Regions from separate parts of the Mus musculus genome. Here region 1 is linked to region 2. A link is a contact called in public promoter capture Hi-C data. All regions are on one chromosome and are shown on one strand. Each heading gives the region's core, a stretch centred on a gene start, on an enhancer-like site or on the middle of the called end of the contact. The rest is flanking DNA. Distances are from core to core; before and after follow the strand shown.

Evidence for each region. Promoter capture Hi-C pulls out the DNA fragments that hold promoters and counts their contacts.
Region 1: a promoter capture Hi-C map of embryonic stem cells shows a contact between it and region 2, with 4 times the contacts expected there. The contact joins the promoter of Cops9 here to the promoter of Ackr3 in region 2. A contact is called at or near these places in 2 of 39 promoter capture datasets (embryonic stem cells and liver).

Annotation. Positions count from the first base shown.
Region 1 is chr1:92,640,722-92,646,851 of GRCm38.p6, reverse strand. It overlaps Cops9 (COP9 signalosome subunit 9), which reads left to right and starts at 4,867. Exons shown (of 3, transcript NM_001163425.1): 1 at 4,867-4,972. The coding sequence starts at 4,910. Otos (otospiralin) reads left to right here. Exons shown (of 5, transcript NM_153114.2): 2 at 976-1,168; 3 at 1,426-1,518; 4 at 1,644-1,670; 5 at 2,335-2,634. The coding sequence starts at 1,461. The coding sequence ends at 2,519.
Region 2 is chr1:90,202,365-90,208,503 of GRCm38.p6, reverse strand. It overlaps Ackr3 (atypical chemokine receptor 3), which reads right to left and starts at 4,524. Exons shown (of 2, transcript NM_007722.4): 1 at 4,417-4,524.

The sequences.
Region 1 (6,130 bases), core at 3,618-6,117, 2.4 Mb before region 2:
GGGGCTCATCAGGTGGACAGTTGATTGCCTCACCCTGGCAGCCCTCTATGGCCAGATGCGCAGGCTCAGGGTGTCTGCTCCTTTGTGCTCTGACTAGAGCCTTTCTCTTCGCCAGATCCTCTTGGTCTGTGCTATAAATCAGGGCTGTGAGCACGGCTGTGCTGTAAACCAGGGTCGTATGTCCTCATGAATCCTATAACTGGAGGTGGTTCAAGGACCCTGGCACAGCTGCCCTAAAGCACCACACCTCTTGTAGCACAGGGGCCAGGGGGTTGGAAATGAAAGCCAGAGGCTTTCTCCTCCATGGCTGCACCTCAATGCTACTGGATCATACGCCAGCTCTGGGTCTCTGGTTAGATTTAGGCTGTTACCTGGAGAAGGAAGGGGACTTGAAGGGACCCTGGGCCACACAACTTCAGAACAGGGTACCAGAATCTTTGAGAGTTCTGGGGGGATTGAGAAACAATGGAGACTCTTACCCTGGACCTCGGGCCTGTATCCAGCAGGGTGCTGGGACCTCACAGGGCACAATGGAGATCATCAACCTGGACTTAGGCTCTGCACCAACAGGGTGTTGAGACCCAGGGGCGGGTCCATGGGGCTACACTTCCTCTGACAGGTGGGCACAGGTTCTATCAAGGGATAACCACAGAGGTCTGAGCTTAAGGCCCTGGTGTTTACTGCTACTTATCCTCTGGCCTTCTCTATTAGAGACTTGGAGGAAAGCTCTGATCTGAGGGAGGGGTCCAGCTTGGCTCACACTTCCTCTCTATGGCTGCTCTACCAGTGTAGTGTCCTGGGTGAAGGAGTGTCTGCAGGCTTACAGAGGCCACGGGATCACAGGGTCCTGTAGCACAGCAGGGGAATTTCAGCAGCCCCTGGATCAGATGTAGAAGGAGGGGCATTAGATGGACGTATGCTGGACTCAGCTTTGAAAGTTTATGGCAGATTTGATCTGTTGTCTGATGCCCCCAGCTGCTCCCACAGGCCCTCCTGCCAGCAGAGAAACAGAGACCTACAGTCCTCTGCTGGGGAATGAAATATTCAGTTTGATGGCTCAGGAAGGTGACGCTTCCTTCCTTGTCCCAGCCCTACTATAAAGAGTAGCCGGAACATTGGCAGTGGCCCCACAAGGCTGCAGATTGCACTGAACAGACCAGCAAACAAGGTACCCTCTGGGAGGGTTTGGACTGCTCTCTTAACAGACAGGGTGGATCTGGTGTTTGTGATGGGGGTGGGAACGGGAGAGACATCTCTTAAACAGTCAAAATTGATAAGCTCTCACCTCAGAATAATGGCTGAGAAAAACAGAAACAGAAGCACTTATGAAAAGTCTAGCATTCCTAAGGGTGGTCCACGGCGGGGTGGCAGGATGGGCTCATCCTAGTGGGCATCGTCATCATCCTTGCCTTCCTCCTGCTGCAGGTGGTCCTCAGTGAACTGAATTGCCCTTGGTAAGGATGCAGGCCTGTGTGCTGTGGTGGCTGGCCCTTGGCATGCTGCTGGGGATTCCTGCAGGTGAGGGGCCACTCTAGCCATAGCTCTCTTGCTTTTCCATGCCTCTCCGTCAAAGTGTCCTTGTCCTGGTCTGCAGTGGTTAATGGAGGTTCGCCCTAGGTGATGGCTCTCCTTTCCTTTTGCAGGAGCCAAGCCAATGCCAGAGGAAGCAGGTAATGCTTTTCGATGTCTTTCTCTCACTGGCAAAAGGTACTGGCGCATGCAGGTGGGTGGGGGAGCAGAAGCTGCTCAGCTCTGGCAGTGGGAATGCTAGGTCTCCTAAAGTATGGCAGTGCAAGTCCTGCTGCCAGGGGGAAGCTGTGCATGCTGAAGGATCCAGGGCCCCATCAGGCTGGGCCTTGTCTTCTGCCATGTGAGAACACCCGGGCAGAAGACAAATGAATGGGCTCTTTGAGTCCCACCCTCAGTTTGATCTCAGACTCTGGGTACTCTCAGGAGTCCCAAGACCACAGAGGTGGTCTAGCCTGTGCTCTAGAACGTGGGTGCTGTGTTCTCTGAAGCCTCGTGGGCATGTCGCCTGAACTCCCCCTCTCCCCTCCCCCACATCATCATCTTCTCTGCTCATCATCCTCCAGACAAGGACAAAGCCCCACTTTGTTTTGTCCTGTCTCCCTTTTCTTCTCTTTCCATGGGAGCAGGTACTCTAACGGGTAAGAGGTGCATTCAGAGTGACTCAGACTCTACTCCTGGCTGGGAAGGTGTCCTCCTGGTGTCAGACACTGGAAGCACCATCCACTTGGTCTGGCTGTATAGAAGATGCTCTTCTAGCGGGGATAATGAGACAGGCACCGAGACTACCTGTGTCTTGTCTTTCAGATCCCCACACACAGCCACCAGCTATGCCCTACTGGCCTTTCTCCACCTCTGACTTCTGGAACTACGTGCAATATTTCCAGACCCAGGGCGCCTACCCACAGATCGAGGACATGGCCAGAACCTTCTTTGCACACTTTCCTCTGGGGAGCACCCTAGGCTTCCATGTTCCCTACCAGGAGGATTGAGCAGTGTCTAGTCTTCTGCCTCCCTGGCTGCACTGCCCGGGGCTGAAGGTAGTTCAGAGACACGGGGGGTGGGGGGAGTGGAGCACATGAGCAATAAACTCTCTCTGAAGCTGCACACTGCCCCTGTGGGTTTCTTTCAAGGAGCCGATGTATACTGCCGCACTGTGAATTAGCTGGGCTTCATTCTGATGAGCATGGGGCATGCCTTTAATTAAGACATACATCATTTCTATCCATCAATCACTGTCCATCAGGCCTTTCAGTCTTAGCTGTCACTTTGTCATTCTATCTTCACAATGACCTAGGGGTGGGGTATGGTGGCCCCAGATAAGGAAGCTGAAAGAAAGACACCAGGACAGCTTCACTTGTTAAGTCCACATGCCTAGTTAGGCAAGCCAGACAGCCTTCCCTCGACTGCCGGGTGAACTGCAGTCACATTGGGGCCTGGCACCCACACTCGGTACTCAGCATGTTCCTGGGAGTAGCAAGAATCAAGTAGCCAGAGCCCTGTCTGTGAGGGAGAGCCATAGCCCACACTTATAATATCTGAGGAGAAGACTCCAGGCTGAGGCTGTTGGGGGAAGGGGAGTCTCCCTGGGCAGTCCTCTGGTTACGTTAGGATATGAAGGCATGTGGCATAACACTGGGGCAGCCTGTGTTACAGGTGATGAGCCTCCCTGACATACACAAGACATGCAAGCCAAGAACACAGCGGCAAATGCCCCGCACACCAGCAGGAAGAGGCCTCCCTGACATACACAAGACATGCAAGCCAAGAACACACCGGCAAATGCCCCGCACACCAGCAGGAAGAGAAACTAACAGGAGGCTCCCCTTGGCTGCCTGCTTGCCTCTGTGTCCTTAGTTTGACCTTCATGTGGGTATCTCAGAATGGCATTGACCTGGCATCTGGGGTTCTCCAGTTATTTCTTACACACCCGGCACAGTACACTCAGGCTTAAGGGGTAGGAGTGATTGTCTAGGCTCAGTTCCCATTATATCCTGGCTGAGTAGGTTTCCCTAGATCTGTCCTTACCTGTGATCCCCATTTTCACTCTAGCAGCCTGCACCCCAACCAAGCCCCTGACACCTCAAAGTTGTTAAAGGAAAACCCAACCAAACCAAAAACCCAATCCTACCCAACCCACCCACCCACCCAACCAACCAACAGTTCTCCAACTCTTTGAACGCAGAGGAAGGGAAAACATCCAAAACCATCAGGAGAGGCACAGGAGCAAAAGCCTTGAACTGCTGGAGAGACTCAGCGCAACCACAGTAGCAAGAGGGACTGACAGTCAAGGGGCAGGGTGGGGGTAGATGGGAAATAACTCAGGGGTAACACAGACGCTTTGCTGAAGTCAGGACCAGAGGACATCGTCTGGGGATAGTGGAGGGTGAAGAGCCCTATCAGACATGGAGAGCAGGCAGGTATCAGCTGGATTTCAGGCTTCTTGCTACAGGGATACTTGTTAAACCTGGATTTTATCAGGAGGTGCTCAGAGGATCCTAGGGGGACATCCAGGAGACTCACTAGAGTATTCTAGTCTGTCAGAGCATCTCAGGCCCTCTCTGACAATGATCCACACCTCTCTGTCCCTTCCCCATCTTTTTTCTTTCATTCATTCTTTAAAAACCATGGTATAATATAGCACCCTAACATGTATCCCCCTGGCCACCTCTCAGGGGACAGTCCAGTCATTTAATGGACACCTTCCCCCCCAACCCCACCGCACACCTCTAGAACTTTTGATTTGCAGATCTAAAACTGTGTCCACTGAGCAACCACCATCTCCAACACTGCTGCATTTATGAGTCTGACTGCTCTAGGGATCACTTATGAGTGGTACACAGCGTTTGTTTACGTTTCACTTAACAACATCCTTAAGGGTCCTCCATGCCCATAGCTTAGGAATCCCTTCTTAGTTTTAGGATTCCACACTATCTCACCGTGTAGATAAAGCCCATCTTGTCTGCGTGCACTGGGTTGCTTCCTCCTTTTGGCCGAGGTGACCCTGTGAGTGATCACTGAGCGTGGACTACTTTTGGATTTCTGTTACCCCCAACAGCACCCGGGGATCCAATACCCCCATCTTCTAGCCAATCCATTACTGCCTGCGAATCCTAAACAGTAGCCATTCGGATGGTTTTGAACTGCAGCTCTGCTGGGAAATGGAGAGTCTCCTTTCTCCGCTGACAACTCGTGCTGTGCGGTGTTGCTGGTCCTTAGACCGTCATCTAATCCGCTGCCCTCTTTAGCTCCCAGAGAGCTGCCCTGCAGCCAGGCCAGCGAGTGCCACCGAGGCGCGGTCCTCCGAGGTCTAGACGTGCTCGGAAGAACGCCGGAAGTAGAAGGGGCTGGCCGGAAGTGAGCGCAACGCCGCCTTGTCGAGATGAAACCCGCAGTGGATGAGATGTTCCCCGAGGGCGCGGGGCCCTATGTGGACCTGGATGAGGTGGGGTGGTGGCGGCGCGGAGCGATGCGTGGGGGTGGGAGCACGCCTGCAAACCTGCGCGGGAGCCCAGGCCTTTGGGGATTCAGAGGCTGGGGAAGCGGGAGCTGCCGGGGACAGTCGCAGGGCCCGCGACTGTTAACGTGAACTGCAGCGAGGAAGTAGGGTTTGCTCGCTGTCAGTTGATTGTGGCTCCTGATAAATCTTCCAGAGAGGGAAGGCCCGAGCGAGGCTTACGCACTGACAGGCCTCAAGACCCCAAGCTCTGAGAGAAGGGTAAGGGATGGTGTGTGGTAACTGCGTGCTTGGTGCTGGGACTCGGTTATTTCGTGTAGACACATACAGAGTTTTCGAGCGATCCTGTGCTTTTGATTTCCACCATGGTCACAGATCTCTCCCTGATATGGGTGGTTATGATCAGGAGTGTCAGCCAGCTCTTGTATGTCTGCTTCCTGTTCCTCCTCAAAGCTCAGCGAGTAGGGCGATGCGGGAACGTATCCCCGGACCTGAGAGATGTCAGTTGTGGCCCGAAGAGGCCGGTTGCATATCCTAAGCAAGGGTAGGGTGGGGTGAGGGTGCCCTACAGACGTATCCGTGGGGTTTTAGTCGGCTCAGTTGAGGCTTAAGAGAGGAGCTTGCCCTGATCCAAATATTGAAGGATGTGCCCTGTTGACCTTGGGATATAGATGACGAGAGCCATAGTAGCGGAGCAGAGCGATGCTCCCTTGTCCACTAAAGGAAGGGGATGCCTTGTTGTTTGTCTTATGGTTTCTATTGCTGTGACAAACACCATAACCAAAAAAGCAAGTTGGGGAGGAAAGGATTTATTTGACCTACATTTCCAGGTCATCACTGGAGGAAGGCAGGACAGGAACCTGGAGGCAGGAGCTGATGCAGAGACCATGGAGGGGTGCTGCTTGCTGGCGGGCTTGTTCACTGAGGCTTGCTCAGCCTGTTTTATTATAGAACCCAGGACCACTAGCCCAGGGATGGCACCACCTACTATGGGCTGGGCTCTCCCTAATTGAGAAAACGTCTTACAGCTGGATCTTGTGGAGACATTTCCTCAACTGAGCTCCTTCCTCTCTGATGACACTCTAGCTTGTGTCAGGCTGACACACAAAACCAGCCAGGGCATAATTGAACACCGAGGGGCATGAA
Region 2 (6,139 bases), core at 3,275-5,774:
CTTCTCAGCCTGCCTCTGCCTCACCCCTCCCTTCCACAGGCTTCACATCCCAATGCATCACAAAGCTCTCCTCATTGCTACCTCTACACTTCCTCCCTACTGGGTCTCATTCACCTTTGTTCAACCAGTGGAGCAAAGTGACCTGAAAAAGCGCTCAGTCAGTCGTGCTCCCGGGAGGCCAGCAGCCTGAGGTGCACTGGTTATCCAGAGAGACTCAGCTGCAACCCTTTCCCAGCTGACATCAGTTGATCTCCTCTTGAAGGCACTGCTCTGGGACACGTGAAGCTGTCAAGCCATATCCACCTCCCCCAAACACCCACCATCCAAACAAGGCTATCCAGGAGGCACAAAAGCTTACTGCTCTCCTGGGCATGGGTACATCCTTCAGTAGTAAGGTGGGGAGCCTTCAGGAGAATGGAGGCAAGCCAGGGACATCATAGAGCATCGATGAGAGGCAAGTCACTGTCTCCATGAAGGAGAGAAGAGAGCAGAGGTGGGCCTTGACCTGTGGGCAAGGAGATCTGGCCTTAGCCTGTCTATGCCAGGGCAGGTTTAAGGAAACGCCATGGCTTTGGGACAGAGAAGGTTTAAAGACAGAAGTGCCACACAGTTGAGAAGGCCTGACCCAGATGCCCTATAAATAGGCTTGCTGCCTGGACAGAAGCCACATAAGACAATGTGATCCCAGCCCCAGGGACTTAGAACCTACTAGGAAACAAGAAAACTTCCTTTACAGTTTACTCTTTTTTTTTTTTTTTTTCCAGAAAAGTTTACTTTTCTGCAAAGTGTGGCCTGTGTCCCACAGAGAACTTCCTGGAGAAATTCTCTGTGGACTCAAGTCTGGAGGTAGGTATTTATCCAGCCTGTCTTCCCTATCTACACCTTTGAAAACAGTTCAGGGCAGCTGATAAGCCACGAGGGATGCACACATTAGTAACTAACGGGCTGTAGCTTGTCCATGCTCCAGCCAGTAGGAGCTGTGCTCAACAGCTTCCACTTGGGTCCTGTGTTACAGGCACAGTGTTTTCATTTGGCTGGGACAGTCTACAGAGAGCCTTTCACTGAAGCAGGAGAGTCTGACTGTCACCTTTGCAGAACCGTGAGGCCACTGTCCATCAGAGAGATGACGGCTGCAATGTTGCCCATTAATCGACCCCCCTACTTAAGTCTACTTGAAACACACACCCAACCAGCGTGACACCCACCCAGGCAAATCCTAGTCTTGAGTGCAGAAAGGGACTCTTGTCTATCCCCCAGTACTGAGCCAATGAGAAACAATGCTGTCCTGACCACACATTCATTGTGGCCCTGAGTGACCTCAGTTCATGTAAGTAAGGAACTGCTTTGAATTATTCAGGAACTCAAAGAAATAATAAATACGGAGAGAAAAATCCACACCCTGATTCTGATACAGGCCACCTATCCCCAGGGTTCTTGGCTGAATTTCCCACCAACACATGAGACAGCCTTCTACTACCATGGGAGCACTCACAGATAGAATGAATGTCCCATCCAGAAACCGGATCAGAGCCATTGTGCTCAGCCCAAGGGAGCAGAGCTGCATCTAGCAGAGAGATCTAGATGTTCCTGTACATACAAAGGCTGCCAGCTGGCAGGATAGAGCCAGAGTCTGCATTCCCACCAGTTTAGGACCTGGGCAAGACAATAGGAGGTTCAGGTTCCCAAGCCACACTAAGAAAGCTTAGGCTCTTCTTATATACCAACCTTCAGGCTGGCAGAGATGACAGAAAAAGACGCCAGCTATTTAGCAGACACAGCCTTCAAACGCAGCTTTCCCAAGCTGCCCAGGGCTCCACCTGGAGTGGCTCAAGGCCACCTGAGACAGTCTCCATATCTCCCAGCCGTGGGCTGGGAGAACAAAACACTGCCCACAGCCAACCTCCTTGTTCTCTGCAAAATTGTCACCATAAAATTCTACAGTCTCTGGGATGTGTTTATAAGAAACAATTTTTTTTTTTAAAGTGAAGTTTGAGGGAGTGTAGGCTAACCATCTCTCTTCAAACAATTCTAAGTGAGTGGATTTTTAACAAGGAAGGCATCAGAAGGCTAATCCCTGCAGAAAATATCCTTGCCCGACACCTGGTCCCACTTGCTTCTTTCTTTAGGCTGTTTGCTTCCATTGTAACAGCAGAGAGGTGCCCCAGTGCCTGGGGAGTTTGAAAACAGTCATTACTACTTGTCTATCAATTTTATCTAAGCACATAGATTTCAATTACCAGACTTTATGTTTGTTTATTGTTTATTTTATTCTGAGACATAATGTGTAGGCAACATAACCCAAGCTGGTCTCAAACTCATAGCAATCTTCCTGCCTCAGCCTCTGGAGTTCTGGAATCACAGGCATGCACCCAGCCTAACAGGCGACAAGAAACATTTTAATACCTGATTGTCCTTAAGAATCCCTGGTTGCTTAGCTGAAAAGTACAAATGCCTTTGGGGGCCCAAATTCCATTCTGTTTGCTACAAGATCTCAGAAAAGTAAAAGTTCTAAAGTTGTTGGGGCCCTTTCCCCCTCCTCCGTGACTCTAAAAGTTTATAAAGGAGTGGCCCTTCAGACTCAGCTCTGAGTAACTGCAACCAACTTCCCTGTGTAGATTTGAAAATTAGAGCACTCTGCCTCAAATCCTCACACAAAAAGCCACTGTTCTGACTAACCAGGGTGTTTCATGGTCTTTCTTTCTTCTTCTTCTTCCATTTTTTTTATCCCATTTAGAAAGCCTACCCTTGGCCAGCTCTGGGTCTGATTAGAAATCATAATACTTTCTTAGCTCCCTAAGGGTTTGCTAATAATACTGGATAAACTCCCCTCCAAAGCCCTGACTCAGTTAAGCACAAGCATGCAGCCGTGTAGCTTTCTGGAACTTTAAAATATATGTGTGTGATTGCACTGTGCATGCCCCTTTAAAAACAAACTGGAGGAACCCAACAGGCAGCTAGCAAGCAGTCGGACTTCCCCAGCTTTTACACCTCTGCTCCCAGACAGATCCTTCCAGCCCCTGCTGCCTCCTGGAGGCAGCAGCTGAGCTCAGCAGAGAGCAGCACAAAGTGTTCACCGCTCAGACTGGGGGAAATTAGAGCAAAATGTTTCCAAGCTGGAGCCTGTGCACAGCTCCCGATCGAAACAGGGTTTTCATTTCATTTGGGGCAGGCTTCTATTCAGATGGGAGAAAGACGGGGACTTGGGGGCTTTATCCATTTACAATCTGCAACGAGCCAGGCACAAAAAAACAGAACCACCCCCATCCCTCCTTTCTGGTCCTATCCATTGAGCTCCACATTCTCCTGAACTAAATAAAGACCACAAAGCCAGCATCTGCTCCTTCAAAGAAAAACAAAGTTTCCATACTGGCCACAGCACAGACTGGGGTCTCAGGGATGCCACTAACCCAAGACACCTTTAAAAAGATGCTTGATCCTACCTCACATCGAAACAATTAATTAATCTGTTTGTGAGCAAATGAATGGAGAGACAGAGAGAGAAAGGGGAAGAGACAGCCAGTCTGCCTTTCACAGTGCCTCATTTTCCTAGTAGCTAGCAGCCAGGAGTCTTGGCTGACCAGGATCCCCTGACCTCAGAGTCTCCCTCACTCCCAGCCACCCAGTGAACCTTTATGCACCCTAACAAAAGTCAGCAACACTCACAGTTCACTTGGAGAGTAGATTTAAATTCAAATACTAGATTTCTTAGTGTCTGCTTTTTTTTTTTTTTGTCCCAATTGAAGTTGGACAACACTTTCTAGGAGAACAATAAATACTCAAAATTAGATTAGCAGGGGTGCCATGAAGAGATAAGATGAAGAGGAGCTAACATTCAATTTACAACTTCCAGAATTCAGGAGCTGTGAATTAATCCATCCCCACCCCCCAGAGCACGGAGTTTAAACTCATCCTAGACTCAGAATGCTCAGCCCAGTTGTCTGGTCCGCTGAAGGATGCCTCTGGGCATATCACATGCCTTTCTGGAAGTGCGCTTGTGGTTTTTACAGCCAATCTGATAACCAGAAGTAGGAGTGGGCAAACAGTGATGCCAAGCTCACCCCTAAGCTGGCTTTGGGCAACCTCAATGGGGCATCCCACATTCTCTGCAAAGTTTCCCTGCTTCCTGGAACTTAAGTACTCACAGAAACAAATCAGAGTCCAGTAGCAAACAAACATACACAGAGGTTTCCCTCCACAAATGACTGAACTCAGATCCCCCAAATCAGGAGCAGTAGCTTGCAATGCAGGCATGCAGCGTGCTTTGAGCTTTCCAATCCGGACCTGCAGGCTCTAAAGCCCCCAGCTCAGGGATCCAAGAGTTCTCAGAAAAAGCCCAGTTCTCGTAAGAACAGGAGTCCTGCCCCTTGCCGTAGTTGCTCGGCAAAGCTGTCGCAGAAGCAAGGCTTTCTTACTTACCTCAGGGCTTCCTGGGCTGTGGTTTGCCTTCCTGACGGTGAGCGCTGCAGGCTCCTTCAGTGCTGAGCAGTTTGTAGCAACTGAGATCTCTCAGGGCTCCGGACTTGCCTTTTATATACACTGCGGGAAAGTGCCTCTAGGTGGCAGTTTTGCAACCCTCGGCTCTCCTCCCGCCCCTCCTCTCCCACCACAGCGCGCAGGCATGCAGGCTTGTACAGGCGCACACGCCCTCCTGTAACCCTCTCTAGGTTGTTGTTTCCTGCACAAACACATTCTTGGGAGCCCTCAGATCCCTCCCTTTGCAAAGGCTAGATCCTATTGGGGGAAATGTCAGCAGAAGAAAAACCAAAAGAAGTCCTAGGACGTTCCAAAATGATAGAATATTGATCCAGTCTCAGGTATAGCTTTTAATAATCCCATGAGCACCGGGAGTTCCTTTGAATGCCTGTAGCTTCAGGGAAGACTTTGTTCCCAAGACAAATTACTCTGAACTTCTGAACTTCGATGTTGGTTTGTCAAGCTTGCTCTTTCTTTGTCGATGCCTCCTGGACAGAAGTCACATTTTGGAAAGGGGACGATTAATCGACCCTGTACCGCCATCACCCAGAAGTGAGGGAAAGTGCCTTTAGGTTGGATCCAGATTCTGCTGGAACTCTTACACAAAGTCCTTAAGGCCCTATTAAGACCGTGTTCCACGGAGTCGAGCAGTGCCAGTCACTGAAAAGGCCTTGTCGCAGGTGAGGTAGAGTCGTCATTGTGAGCTTAGCCAACTTTTATCGCAGTCCTCATCTTTATCAAAATCTACATTCTAATCGCGATGCACATTGCTAAGATTCCCTGTTTTGTTTTTTAAATGTGTCTCTTGCAATTCCCCATTTAGTAAAACTCAAGCACAAAATGACCCAATCTTTACTTTTAAAGCCGCGCCACTGTAACGCCTCCCCAAGTGCCCCCCACCCTCCAAAGGGCTGGTGGTCACTCTGCTCTCATGCCCCCCTGGGCCTCTGAAAGGCAGTTACAGCACCCACAGTTGAGGCGCGGGCTGTACGCAAAATCTGCCTTCACCAACACTTGCCGAGTCTATTTTCTAAGTCTCCGGAGAGTGACTGCTGAACACAGGAACCCGAGAACTTGGGGATCAGAGTCTCACGTAGGCTAGAGAGCTTCGGTCTAGGGAAAAACCTTAACAAAAGAAGTGGTTTGTTTAAACAGCCTTGCACTTTACTCCTGGCGGGGCAGATCCTGCTCAGTGAGCTCCTGAGGAGCACACCTGCTTTCCGGGCTGTGGGAGGGGTGTGTGTCTGCAAGGAGTAGTGTGAGATCTGGTGGGGGGTCATACGGCCTCCTGGGGAGTCTGTGACCTCAATGCAAGGGAGAGGCCCTGAGGCCTGTGGGCGGAGTCTGTGGCCCGGAGATGTGGTCTGTGGTCTCAAGGGTGGATCTGGGTCTAGCTAGAGGTGGGCGGTCCTACAGCCACAAAGACTGGTCTGTGGCCCCAAGGGGAGGGAGGTCTGAGTCAACAGGGAGGGTCTGTAAGAACAGGGAGTGTCCTATAGCATCAGGCAGGGACCTCTGAGGCCTCAGGGTCAGAAAAGGGTCTGGGGCCTCCGGACCCAGCTGGGCCGTACTACCCCAGGCCTTCTAGCTTTCATTCACTGAAGACGAGGCACTATTAGCAATCCGCCCCAGTTTGGGATGCCAAAGCGCCTGCGCATCGCAGCAC